2 separate regions of the Mus musculus genome follow, and region 1 is linked to region 2. The links are chromatin contacts, called in public HiChIP or PLAC-seq maps. All regions are on one chromosome and are shown on one strand. The core of a region is the stretch at or near the end of the contact, and the rest is flanking DNA. Distances in the headings are between cores, read along the strand shown. Region 1 has its middle 100 kb from the start of Gm41394. Region 2 overlaps Pced1b (PC-esterase domain containing 1B).

Region 1 (6,502 bases), core at 2,419-4,918, 160 kb after region 2:
TAATCTCAGGAGTTTAGCCAGTTTGATTATAGTCTAGAAGAGTCTCATGATGACGTAGAAAGTGCTAGAGGCCTGAGAACAGCTCCTCGTAACAAACCAGGAAGGACCCAGCTCAGCCTTCTAAAAAACAAAGCTGTAGACTTGAGAGAAAGAAAGCTATTCCTAAGAGGCACATGGATCTGTCAATCTGACTATAAGACAATCGAAACAGTGGACCCCAGAGAAGTTGGAGCTTCCCCAGGAATCCCATGCTGGGAGAAAGAAGGAGACCCAGCCAGAGACTCCACGCTGTTCTAATGACTGTCAGACCACCTCACCGGATGAGACTGTTCATCTTCCCAACACGGCCACATTGAGTACGTCTCCTTTTGCTTCTTTCTTCTTTTAATTGGCTTATTGGGGAGCAGTGATCAGACCTGACTTGGGGCACAGGTTGTGAGCCACAAGCTCGATAACGAAACCGGATCAGAAGGAGTTCTTGGTTCCCCTGTCCCTTGGTGCAGTGCTGCAGAGAGCTGCGCAGCCTCTCCAACAGACAGCCGTGCTTCGCTTCTAAGTAGGTGATTGACAGAAGAGAACCAGCTTAATTTGAGAGACATTATGAAATATATATCGACTTTGGAAGGTTCCTATAGAGCAGGTAAGGAAGTTGGAAATAAAAATCACTGTAGACTTGTTCCATGCATGCTCCTCCTAACGGAACGGCCTACATTTAATGAGAGTCCTTGGCCCACAAGAAACAATTGACAGAATAATTGGATCTTTCGATCTTGCTGTCATCTGAATGGCTGTTTCCCCAAAATTCACTGGTTGGAAATTCCCACCCCTAAGGTAGGGGAGTTGGGAGGGAAGCCTTATGAAAGATGCTTAGCGGATGAGAATGTGGTCCGTGAGAACGGGATTAACATCTTTACGAAGAATCTACGCAGCCTGGTTTTATGGGGGAAAGGACAACGTTGTAAACAAGACGAATAAAACGAGAACAGATTCCTGCTGCGTCTGCCAGCTATAGAGTTTCCTGTGAGCAAGACAGCAGAAGTGACCTTGATGTCACGAGAGCCTCCAGCCAGCTGGGGACCCAGACACATCAGAGTCTATCACAGGGCAGACGAAGGGCAGGAGGCAGCCTTGGCCCAGTGTGGGAGGACAGCGGGCCGTAGCATCCTACAGCTCCCTGGGGCCATGTCTAGTCCTCTGAAAGCTAATCAGTCTGTCACAGTCTGTGACCCTCGTCCTTGGCAGTGCTGACAGAGCAGAATGAGCTCAGGAAGAGAAATGCAGTGACAACCACGTCCCCAGGCTCTTTCTGAACCAGGGACAGGTATTCATCCATCCATCAGGGGGATTGTATGGACGGAGGGCACCTGCTTCCTTTGCCTGCTGGGTTGTGGTTGTTTCATACAGTGGTACCTTAATGGGCATGGAGCTGTGAATTTGGAGTTGGCTGGGTTCGGTTGTTCAGGATCAGGACGATCCAACCCTACAGCCAACACCTCACAGAGAATAGGCGCCTCTCCCAGGTTCTAAGCTTCTTTTTCATCCCAACACGCAGCCATTCTCGGCGTCCTGCACACATACGTGCATATTACGTTTATAAGCGATTCTATTCTCTGACATATCTGATGGTTTCCTGATAACTTCATCGTGCCGAGTCTTCAGATGGTCCACAGAGCTGTCTCTGCCTTCATCCTGCCCACCAGGATTGTCCTGACTCTCCCACCTCGCATCAAGCAGTTCTTCCTCAGAACCTTATCACTGCTGGGACCAGAGAGTATACTTGAAACTTGCAAAATACCCCTCTGAGGCTGGAGAGATGGCTCAGCGGTTAGCAGCACTGACTGCTCTTCTGGAGGTCCCGAGTTCAAATCCCAGCATCGCAACCATCTGTACAGCTACTCACATACATAAAATAAATAAATAAATCTTTTTAAAAAATACTCCTCCGACCCCATGGGGTGAGAATAGTATGGTATAATACGAAATCGGATGAGTTCTTTCTGTGAATTTTTAAAAAAATTTTGTTCTATAAGATTCCGGGAAAACAGAGATTGCTCCATTGGAAAATTCTATAAAATAGTTTAAAGGAAGCCGCACTGCTTCTGCGTAATTTCTTGCACAGATTAAAAGAGAAGGGAGCATTTCCCAGCTCACTTGATGGTGAGAGTGGCAAAGCCTTCTCTTGGCCCTAGTGTGGATCTTGACAGCCCAGACTGTTCCCCTACGGAGAATGCGCATGCGCATGCGCATGTGTTTGCAGGCGCTGCGGCTTCTCCATCAGAGAGCCCAGGCTACCAGGCCCTAGCTTTTTCTATGTCTGTTTGTCTGTCATTTCTTGATTGCTTCATCATGGCAATCAGGTCAAGACCCTGGAGCCATGCAAAGATGTGGCAATGCAGTGAAGAAGCCCTCTGGAATTGGCAGAGGAATGGATACTGAGATTAATAGGACAGAATGGGGAACCAAGACTTTTCTGCATGCACATATAGATAGATATCTGATTGTTTACAGAAAGCACAACAGCAGCTCAAAAAAAAACCGATAGCAGTGCAAACATATATATAAGTACTGGAACAACTTGATATCCATTGGAAAAACCGAAGAAAACTTCAATGCAAACCTCCTGTCGCATAAAAAGCTAATTTAAAATAAATCTCACCTTTAAATGTAAATCAGAGAAATTTTTTACAACATCACACAGGAGGGTAGAAACTTATTTGACATGACACCATAACAGAAATAATTGAAAACCAGATGTAATAAAAAAAAAAAAAAAAAAGGGCTGGTGAGATGGCTCAGTGGGTAAGAGCACCCGACTGCTCTTCCGAAGGTCAGGAGTTCAAATCCCAGCAACCACATGGTGGCTCACAACCATCCGTAACGAGATCTGACTCCCTCTTCTGGAGTGTCTGAAGACAGCTACAGTGTACTTACATATAATGAATAAAGAGAAAAAAAAAAGAAAAAAAAAGAAAACCAGATGTAGAGCTTTTTGCCTCTCTGAAGTCCAACGTGGAAAGACAGGTATATAACAAGAGAACATACCAACCAAGAATATGACAAATGGCTCATATCTCTCACCACAGTAAACCCCACTGTTCCCTCCCTAACATGTGGACTGTATCTCAAGCCAAGGTCAGCCTTTCCTCCCGTAAGTCGTGCCTCGTCAGGCATTTTTCACTGTCATGAAAAAAAGGAAGGAAATATGGTACCAGAGAGCCAGATTCTGTGATAAACCTGGTGATGCGTCTGTAGAAATGGTTTGCGGAAGAAATGGGGAAGAGTTCATAACTGAAGTCTGGAGAGTGCAGTCAACAGAGCTTAGTAGGTCACTCTGTCTGCTGGGAGTTCGGAAGACCACATACGACACAGTAAAGATGGTGACCATGATGCTTCAGAACGGAAGCTAGAAGCCACTCATGTTCTTTTCTGGCAGAGCACCTGGTTGGTTCCCTGTTGCCTATCCCTTGAAATATGAATGTGGCTGTATCAAAAGGCAATGGATTAAGTCATCTGGTGGAGGAAATTTAGGGTCAATAGAGCCTTCAGGCTATGGGATGGTTACTGCTCAATGCGCTTAGCCAGAGTTGCAGTGTGTGAAAGAGATGATGGTACAGGAAGTGTGGAAAGGGTGGGAACATGAATGTGGTTAACGTTGCAGACAATCTGCAAGAGGAAGCTACAGACACAGTAACTGTAATGGTTAGAAAGACAGATGCCACTGGAGAGGGACCCACTTTACACTGGGGCAACAGGAAAGATTCTATGAGGACAAACCCTCACCCACCAAAGACTCTGGAGTATAATAATAAAAACACATTTGGAGTGAATGTTTCTAATCACAGAGAGTCTCCAAGGGGAGCCTGCTGAAGCAGAGCCATAGAGGGGAACACTTTCCCAGGGACCATAGTGAAATGCTTTTCCATGGTCTGACACAATGGCACACAGGAGCATTTGTTCAAGATCAGGCCAGGGTGGCAACGAAGGTTGGTGTTGTTCACATATTGCCAATTTGTCTGGTGTATAGAATTCAGGAGTTGTACTGGCTGGTTTTGTGTGTCAACTTGACACAAGCTAGAGTTATCACAGAGAAAGGAACCTCCCTTGAGGAAATGCCTCTATGAGATCCAGCTATAAGGCATTTTCTCAGTGATCAAGAGTGGGAGGGCCCATTGTGGGTGGTGCCATCCCTGGGCTGGTAGTCTTGGGTTCTATAAGAAAGCAAGCTGAGCAAGCCAGAGGAAGCCAGCCAGTAAGTAACATCCCTCCATGGCCTCTGCATCAGCTCCTGCTTCCTGACCTGCTTGAGTTCCAGTCCTGACTTCCTTTGGTGATGAACAACAGTGTGGAAGTGTAAGCTGAATAAACCCTTTCCTCCCCAGCTTGCTTCTTGGTCATGATGTTTTGTGCAGGAATAGAAACCCTGACTAAGACAGGGTCCATGAGAACATGGAGGCTTGCATTAAAGTATCAGAAAGCCACTGAAGATAGGTAGTGTGTGTGTGTGTGCGTGTGCGTGTGCGTGTGCGTGTGTGTGTGTGTGTGTGTGTGTGTGTGTGTGGTGTGGTGAATGGTGTGTGTGTGTGTGTGTGGTGTGTGTGTGTGTGGTGTGTGTGTATGTGGTGTGTGTGTGTATGTGGTGTGTGTGGTGTGTGTGGGGGTGTGGTGTGTATGTGTGTGTGGTGTGTGTGTGGTGTGTGTGTGTGTGTGTGTGTGTGTGTGTGTGTGTGTGTGTGTGGTGTGTGTGTGTGTGTGTGGTGTGTGTGTGGTGTGTGTGCATGTGTGTGTGTATGTGTGTGTGTGTGGTGTGGGGGTGTGTGTGGTGTGTATGTGTGTGTGGTGTGTGTGCGTGTGTGCGTGTGTGTGTGTGTGTGTGTGTGTGTGTGTGTGTGTGTGTAGATTCCCTGTGTGGAGCTCCAGAGTGGGCTGCACATGAAACTGTGATGGGAAACCTAGGCTGCAATGGGGACTCCCGTCTACTGAATATCTGGGAATGTGGGCTACCTGATGATGCCATCAGCCACCACTGCATAGAACTGGCCCAAGAGAGAGGCCATGCACACTTCAGGCAGAGGGGTGGGGCTACCTAAGCCCACTGGAGCCCAGAGGATGCTACCTAGCTATTGAGCAAGAGGCTGCAGGGTCCGGTGTGTTTGTCCTGGTGTGTCCTGCTTTGTCCATCCTTTTGTCCCAATGGCTCCAGGAACAGTAATGATTGTGCCACTGTATAGCAGAAGTGTGCTCCTTGTTTTCTGACGTTTACAAAGCCTCTCAGGAGACTTTGGACCGTGCACTCTTAGGCACCGTTGCAACTGTTAAGACTAGGGAGACTTCTGACGTTGTGCGGTGTGCATTCTACATTATGAAGTGGCTGTATACCTAGGGCGCCTGGGACAGAAAGGTATGAGTCAAATGTGACATGTCTGCCACACACTACTGTATGTGAACACTTGGTCCCCCGCTGGTAATTGTTTTGGGGACCTCGGGAACCTTCAAGAAAGTAGTGGGGCTTGGTTGGTGGAAATAATTCACTGAGGATGGGACCTGAGGAGCAAAGCCTGCCCCTGTCGCTGTTTCCTGGTCTGCTCAGAGGTGAGAGGTCCCAGCCACACTCTGCAGCTGCCATGAACCCCACCGTTCCTGCCCCACCTCGATCAAATACATTCTCAAGAAGTAGCTACGAAATAGTCTTCCTCACTGAGAGAAAGAGAGAGGACAAAAAAAAAAAAAACAAAAACAAAACAAAAAAACACAACATCACTAGCCACAAAATTCAAATCCAGGCTAAAATAAGATGTCAAATAGAAAATCCTATGACCGTGCCCAAAGCTGGTGACAAAACAGGAAAACTCAACCTCTCCTACATTGCTCTACATGGCACAAACACTCGGGAAAATATGTTTCCAGTTTCTTAGAAAACTAAACACCCAACTGTGAGAATTCCATATGATTGTCACAGTTTATCACAGAAAATAAAGATGTGTATGTTAGCCCCCAAACCTGTACATATCTGCCAATATCACCATAGCCATTTGTAATAGTTAAAAACAGGAAAGACCAACATAATCTTTGTCAGTAAATGGATTAACTGTGTTTCCTCAATACCACAGAATACTATTTATTCAGCAGTAATGTGTGATGTTTATATATGCTCAGCCCAGGGAGTGGCACTATTGCAAGGTGTGGCCTTGTTGGAGTAGGTGTGTCACTGTGGGTGTGGGCTTAACACCCTCATCCTAGCTGCCTGGAAGCCAGTATTCTGCTAGTAGCCTTCAGATGAAGACGTAGAATTCTCAGCTCCTTCAGCACTACGCCTGCCTGGATGCTGCCATGTTCCCACCTTGATGATAATGGACTGAACCTCTGAACCTGTAAGCCAGCCCCAATTAAATGTTGTCCTTTATAAGAGTTGCCTTAGTCATGGTGTCTGTTCACAGCAGTATTATACATATCTGATAATATCACCATAATCATTTATAATAGTTAAAAACAGGAGAAACCAAAA
Region 2 (6,135 bases), core at 2,071-4,570:
TTTGTGTTTTGCGCATGCTTGTTTTGAAGCCGGTGTTTATTATCAGGTTATTGCTCATCAAACCTTTCTCTTCAGCCTTTCCCCTGAAATCCCTGGTGCTACCGAAGCTGTCATGATCCGTCATGAGGTCATCATCATGATCCGTCGGAACAGAGCTGCTGCCGCCCCTTACAGGGCGCACGTTCTGTATTGTGAGACTGCCCCGTGGCCATTGTACCGGCAAAGCCAGGGACCGTTCCCTGCTGTTCCCAGAGCAGGGCATTAATTTCCATCCACCAGCACTGCCCTCCCATGTCTGTGTCTTCATAAGACAAAGGAAGTGTTCTCTTGTCCCATGTGTGGATGAGAAGTGGGGAAGGGAGACAGGCCACCCATGAGGTTAAGAAGTCAGGTATAGGGGCTGGAGTGATGGCTCAGCGGTTAAGAGCACTGACTGTTCTTCAGAAGGTCCTGAGTTCAAGTCCCAGCAACCACATGGTGGCTCACAACCATCAGTAATGAGATCTGACGCCCTCTTCTGGAGTGTCTGAAGACAGCTACAGTGTACTTATGTATAATAATAAATAAATCTTTATGGTAGCATCGGGTCATAACCTCATGCACCCAGAGGATGATGTATTCACGGCCAGTTTGGGCAACTTAGAGTCTGTCTCAAAATAAAAAGTAGAAAATCCGTTTATGGGTACAGCTGGGTCATAGAGTGCTTGCCTGGCCTGGCATGCGCGAACCTTGGGTTTGATCCATAATACTAATAAGCATCATATCAAGCCAGGCATGGTAATAGCAGCACTTAAGAAGCCATGAAAGAAGATTTCAATGTGTTCCAAGCCAACACAGTGAATACCAGGCCAGCCAGGGGCTACCGGGGAAACTGTTTAAAGGGACAGGAGAGCATTCTTTTTTTTGTTTTGATTTTTGTTTTTCGAGACAGGGTTTCTCTGTGTAGTCCTGGCTGTCCTGGAACTCACTCTGTAGACCAGGCTGGCCTCGAACTCAGAAATCTGCCTGCCTCTGCCTCCCAAGTGCTGCGATCAAAGGCATGCACCACCATGCCCAGCTTCGTCCAGGTGGCTCTTAATTGCTTCTCCAGAGATGCCTGCCTCGCTCTCTACACCAGTCCTGATTTCTGACGTTTACACATGGGCCGTCGTGTTTGTTTCTAATTCAATAATAAGTGCTGTCTGTACGCTCTATGATTGATTCTTCACTTAAAAGCATCAGAACACCCCGGCTCGGTTGCTTCCTAACCATTTCATATTCCTTGTGGCTTGTAGAACCGGGAACTAATTTAGCCAATTACCTTAAAGAAACAGAAAGAAAGAGTGAAAAAGAGAGAGAGAGAGAAGGAAAGGAAAGGAAAGGAAAGGAAAGGAAAGGAAAGGAGAACAGAGGAGGGAGGGGAGAGGGAGGGCAGGGCAGGGCAGGGCAGGGCAGTGGCTGGCAACCAGTGCCTAGTTAGTGTCAGGCCTGGTGTGCTTGGTTTACTTCTCAGCTGCAGTTGTTTTACCTTAGGGAGTGAGGCAAAGGTTCTCTTCCCCTTTGTTCAGCCTCCTTTATCAGAATTAATCACTTAAAAATAAGAGATTTGGCCAGGCAGTAATGGCACACACCTTCAATCCCAGAGGCAGAGTTGAGGCCAGCTTGGTCCATAGAGTAAATTCCAGGACGTGGTGGGTGGGGAGGGGGCTACACAGAGGAAATCCCTGTCTTGAATCCCTACCCCCCACCATAACAGGAGAGGGAGGGGATAGATAGATAGATAGATAGATAGACAGACAGACAGACAGATGATTGATAGATAGATAGATAGATAGATAGATAGATGATTGATAGATAAACAGACAGATAGGCAGACAGATAGATGGATGATAGATAGATAGATAGATAGATAGATGATAGATGATAGATTTTTGGACAGAATGAGCTGGTACATGACGACAATCCCAAGACTTGGAGGCATCAGGAATTCAAAGCCAACATCAGCTACCTGAGCTCTTGCCTCTAGGTAGGAAGGAGGCATATGACGGAGGCAGGAGGATCAGAATTCAAGGCTTGGCTACTGAGGGACTTCCACATGGGACCTTAGGAGACTCTGTCTGTGGGGAAAATCAGGGTTTGGTCTGTTGATGTTTTGAGACAGCAACTCATCTTATGTATGCGAGGCTAGCCTTGAACTCATGGTCTTCTTGTCCACACTTGGAAACAGACGTGAACCAAGCATGCCCTAATAGAATAAAAATTGTGAGCTTTGGGGGGTCATCAAGATGGCTCAGTGGGTAAGAGCACTTGCTGCCCAGCCCATGACCTGAGTTTGGTCCTGAGACCTTGCGCGGTGGAAAGACAAAGCTCACTCACATTCATACCCAGTAGACAAACAGCTCTTTTACAGTTTTAAAGATTTATATGTATGAATGTTACATTCACATGTATGTCTGTGTGCCACGTATGTGCCTAGTACCCATGGAAGCGAGAAGAAGGTATTAGACCCTACGAAACTGGAATTATGGATGGTTGAGAGCTGACGTGTGAGTGCTGGGAATCAAACCTTGGTCCTCAGCAGGAACAAAAATGTTCTCAACCACAAAAGGAAAGAGACTAGGCACAGTGACACAGCCTTTAATCCCAGCATTCAGGAGGCAGGGGATGTGGATCTCTGCGTTTGAGGACAGTCTGGTCTACACGGATTGTTCCGGACCAATCTACATAGTAAGACCCTGTCTCAAAAATCAAGCCAAAAATGGAAAAAAAAAAAAGTACCCGTTTAAAGCACTGCCCTTGGTCATTGTAAAAGAAATAGAGGAACCAGGTGGGAGGTAGGCAGGATGCTGCTCCAATCCACCCTTACTCCAAGCTCTAGCCCCCCCAAACTACAGAAATTGATCCTTGCTGGTTTATCCGGAGTCTGCTGACCCCAAAAGTAGTTTGCTTTGTAAGATCATGGACTCCACAGACTCATCCTGAGAAGCTGGAGCCAGTGTCCCTGGCTTCGGTGTCAGAGATCTCTGCCAGGCGTGGGAACTGCTATTGGCAGTCTGGCAGCTCTGGCGACTCAGTAGGGCAGGAGTGTGGGAGAGCCCTAATGGTCAGCAGGACCTTAATGAAGCCTATGGTCCAGGCCCGCAGAAAAGAAAAAGGCCTGAAGGTGATTGGGGAACTGAGTTAGCTTAGGGCTCCGTCCCACGCGTGTAGAACAGGCAGCGGCTCTGATCTGTATTGGCATGGCTAGCCTGGGAGCTGGCACCGGGGCTCATGCAGAGAAGAGCCAAGTTTGCACCTTATAAACTCCACCAAAGAGGAAGCCCTACCACTGCCCCAGAGCTGCACCACCCACTGACACTGAAGGAAGTGCTGACTCTCTCCACAGGGCCGGGATGACTCGGCAATGAGAACGAGGCAACGTGGAGATCACCACCTTTCTCTCCTCTCGCCTTCCTTCCTCTTTCCTTCTCGGCGCCCAGCGATGGAGGGACTGGACAATAGGATCTTCCTTGCACAGACATGTAAGTATGCGCCCCTCCCCACAACAGACATGAGCACACTAGGCATAGCCCCCCACCTACAAAGCGGGGGCTCAGACCTGCAATATCCACCTTGATGCTCACACAGAACGTGTGGAGCCTCTTTCTGTTCAGAGCGATAGTAAGCGCCTGCTCTAATTCTCATTAACAAACACTGTAGCGGGGCCAGAGTTGCAGCTTTCTTAGCCTACTTCCTCCTAAAATATCAGTCTGTGGTCAATCAAATTCTGCAAAAGACAGTTTCTCCCTCAGACGTTGCTGGCTAACACAGCTCTCTAAGCCCCCAGGGTTTAGTAGGGTCTCCTGGGAATATAATCATAAGACAGCCTTAAATCAATGGGTTTCCCAAGATTCTGATTCTTGGAGTCCACCATTCCCTCTTAGATTTCTAAACCCACTGTCCCTAGACACATGCTGGCCCGTGACATACCGGAAACCACGGCAGTCACTGGTGGCAGCCTCTGTTCCCCTCCAAATCAAAAGTTAAAACGGCCTCTCATCTTTGCTGTGGTGTTTCAGTCCTCGTAGACATCACCCTGTGGGCATGGAATAGGGTTCAGTTTTCCTGCTAGATGCTATGGCAGGCCCGACCTTGCAACTTGAGACAAACAGGGCCCTCTGGGAAATATTTCCTCCCCGGGACACTCCTTCCTAGTCTGTAGGTGGCACTAAAGGTAACAGTGGGTGTGAGGCTCTGGGCGTCCTTCTCAGGAAATGGCAGCTGCAATAGTTGATTCTGTCAATCAAAGGCACTGGAGCTAGAATATTCAAAATGACTATTGCAGCCTGAAAGAATAGGGAGATTCTGTGGGCTGAGACCTGCAGGCATCTCAGAGGAGTGGCCCCCAGGCTGCTAAAATGCCTGACAGAGGGAGGCAGGCCGGGGCCTTCAGACACTATTGAGGTTCACACACACTCAGTCTGTGAAGGGCAGCAAAGTGGCAAGATGAGCATCTTAGGACACAGACTGGAGAGACGAGGCGTCAGGTGCACCGTGATTCCTGCTGTAAAAGGAGGTAGAGGCTGTGGCCAGAGAAGTGGACTAGTCAGAGCAGTTTGCCACATGCTCTCCCTGCCTGTGCTGGGTGGCTAAGAGGACTGGGAGGCTTCTGACTGGAGATGTGCAGTAAGTCAGGTTGAGGAGTTTATAAGAAATGTCTCTTTGTTCTTTGCTGTTTTTTATCATGCATTTTTAAAGGCTGCTGCTGACTGAGCACTGTGCCCAGGTGAGAGGCCCTAGGGGGCCTGGGGGTGGGGGGTGTTTATCTGGTAGGAGAAGGGAGGAGGAGTGCCACAGAACATCAAGCTGTCTTCATCCTGACCAGAACCGCCTTCACAACCCTAGATTTAGCTGGGAAGAGCATTTACATAAGCCCCAGCACTTGGGAGGCAGAGGCAGGCGGATTTCTGGGTTTGAGGCCAGCCTGGTCTACAGAGTGAGTTCCAGGACAGCCAGGGCTACACAGAGAAACCCTGTCTCGAAAAACCAAAACAAACAAACAAACAAAAAAACTGTCAGTAGAAGGCTTGACAAGTACAAAACAAAAATGAAAATTAAAAGTCTTGGTTTTGTTTTTTTGTTTTGTGTTTTGTTTTGTTTTGTTTGCTTTTCAAGACAGGGTTTCTCTGTGTAGCCCTGGCTGTCCTGGAACTCACTCTGTAGCTGAGGCTAGCCTCAAACTCAGAGATCTTCCTGCCTCTATCTCCCCAATGCTGAGAGTAAAGGTGTGTGCTACCACCGCTTGGCTAATATAATATTTTTAAGAGAACAGTTTAAAGTGCAGATTATGACTATGAAAGACTTGGCATGGTCTCCGTTAGCTCCTGCTGCCTGGGCCCTCCCGGGCGTTCTTTTAGGTCTAAGGATGAAGGGTTTTTGTTTTTTGAGGTTTTAACACAAGGTCTCAAAGTGTAGTTCTACATTACCTGGAGCTCATTACATAGACCAGGCTGGCCTTGACCTCCTGCCTTGCCTCTAACTCCTGGGTGCTGGGGTCAAAAGCGTGTACCCCGGCCCTGGCTAGGATAAAGCTTCTGATATGGGTGGACTGGGGAAGAAAGGCAGTGGTGAGCGTGTGAGACGCTGAGAACAATGAGAGGCCCTGAGGGCCTCGGGGAGAGGGAATGAGATGTGTAGGTTCAGGTCTGCAGAATGAGAAAGAACCATGTGACATCAAATATGGATGAAGGTCTCACTTGTGCGGAGAACGGGAATCAGAACACACTAAGCGAGGGGCTTGGCGTCTCCCCGTATTGTCTACAGGTGAGAGACGCGTTTCTGATAGAACGAAAGGCCTCTTTTCTCAGGCGCCGTTTGAGTATCATTTGTGTAAAGGGTTACAAACTTTAGGGAGCCTGCTGCACGGCCAAGCTCACGACTGAACCTAGCTGGAATGGGAAAGGCTGTTCAGCCTCCCCAGCCTCAAGACAACCTACATCATTCTTATCCACCCGCAGTCTGTTCCTACAGGATGCTCTCAGGACAGCCTGGAGCTGTGCCATGTCTTAGTTAGGGTTTTACCACTGTGAACAGACACCATGACCAAGGCAACTCTTAAAATGTGTGTATGTGTGTCTGTGTGTGTGTGTGTGTGTGTGTGTGTGTGTGTGTGTGTAC

Evidence for each region. HiChIP or PLAC-seq counts read pairs in DNA pulled down with a chosen protein or histone mark.
Region 1: an H3K4me3 HiChIP or PLAC-seq map of bone marrow-derived macrophages shows a contact between it and region 2, with 2.5 times the contacts expected there. The contact joins two enhancer-like sites. A contact is called at or near these places in 1 of 484 Hi-C or Micro-C datasets (nephron progenitors), 4 of 115 datasets of contacts at active chromatin or transcription factors (CD8 T cells, bone marrow-derived macrophages, large pre-B cells and 1 more) and 3 of 9 other capture datasets (adipose tissue, liver and pancreatic islet).

The regions. Positions count from the first base shown.
Region 1 is chr15:97,516,968-97,523,469 of GRCm38.p6, forward strand. No RefSeq gene overlaps it. Among named protein-coding and RNA genes, the nearest start is that of Gm41394, 100 kb to the right of the region's middle. Within about 2 kb of position 3,669, at least 59 of the 459 cell types and tissues checked have an H3K27ac peak or open chromatin away from gene starts, as enhancers often do. A contact at or near this core is called in CD8 T cells, bone marrow-derived macrophages and memory CD8 T cells, where this site is marked.
Region 2 is chr15:97,357,836-97,363,970 of GRCm38.p6, forward strand. Pced1b (PC-esterase domain containing 1B) reads left to right here. Exons shown (of 6, transcript NM_172293.4): 4 at 3,365-3,500. Among named protein-coding and RNA genes, the nearest start is that of Gm33325, 3.5 kb to the left of the region's middle. Within about 2 kb of position 3,321, at least 164 of the 459 cell types and tissues checked have an H3K27ac peak or open chromatin away from gene starts, as enhancers often do. A contact at or near this core is called in CD8 T cells, bone marrow-derived macrophages and memory CD8 T cells, where this site is marked.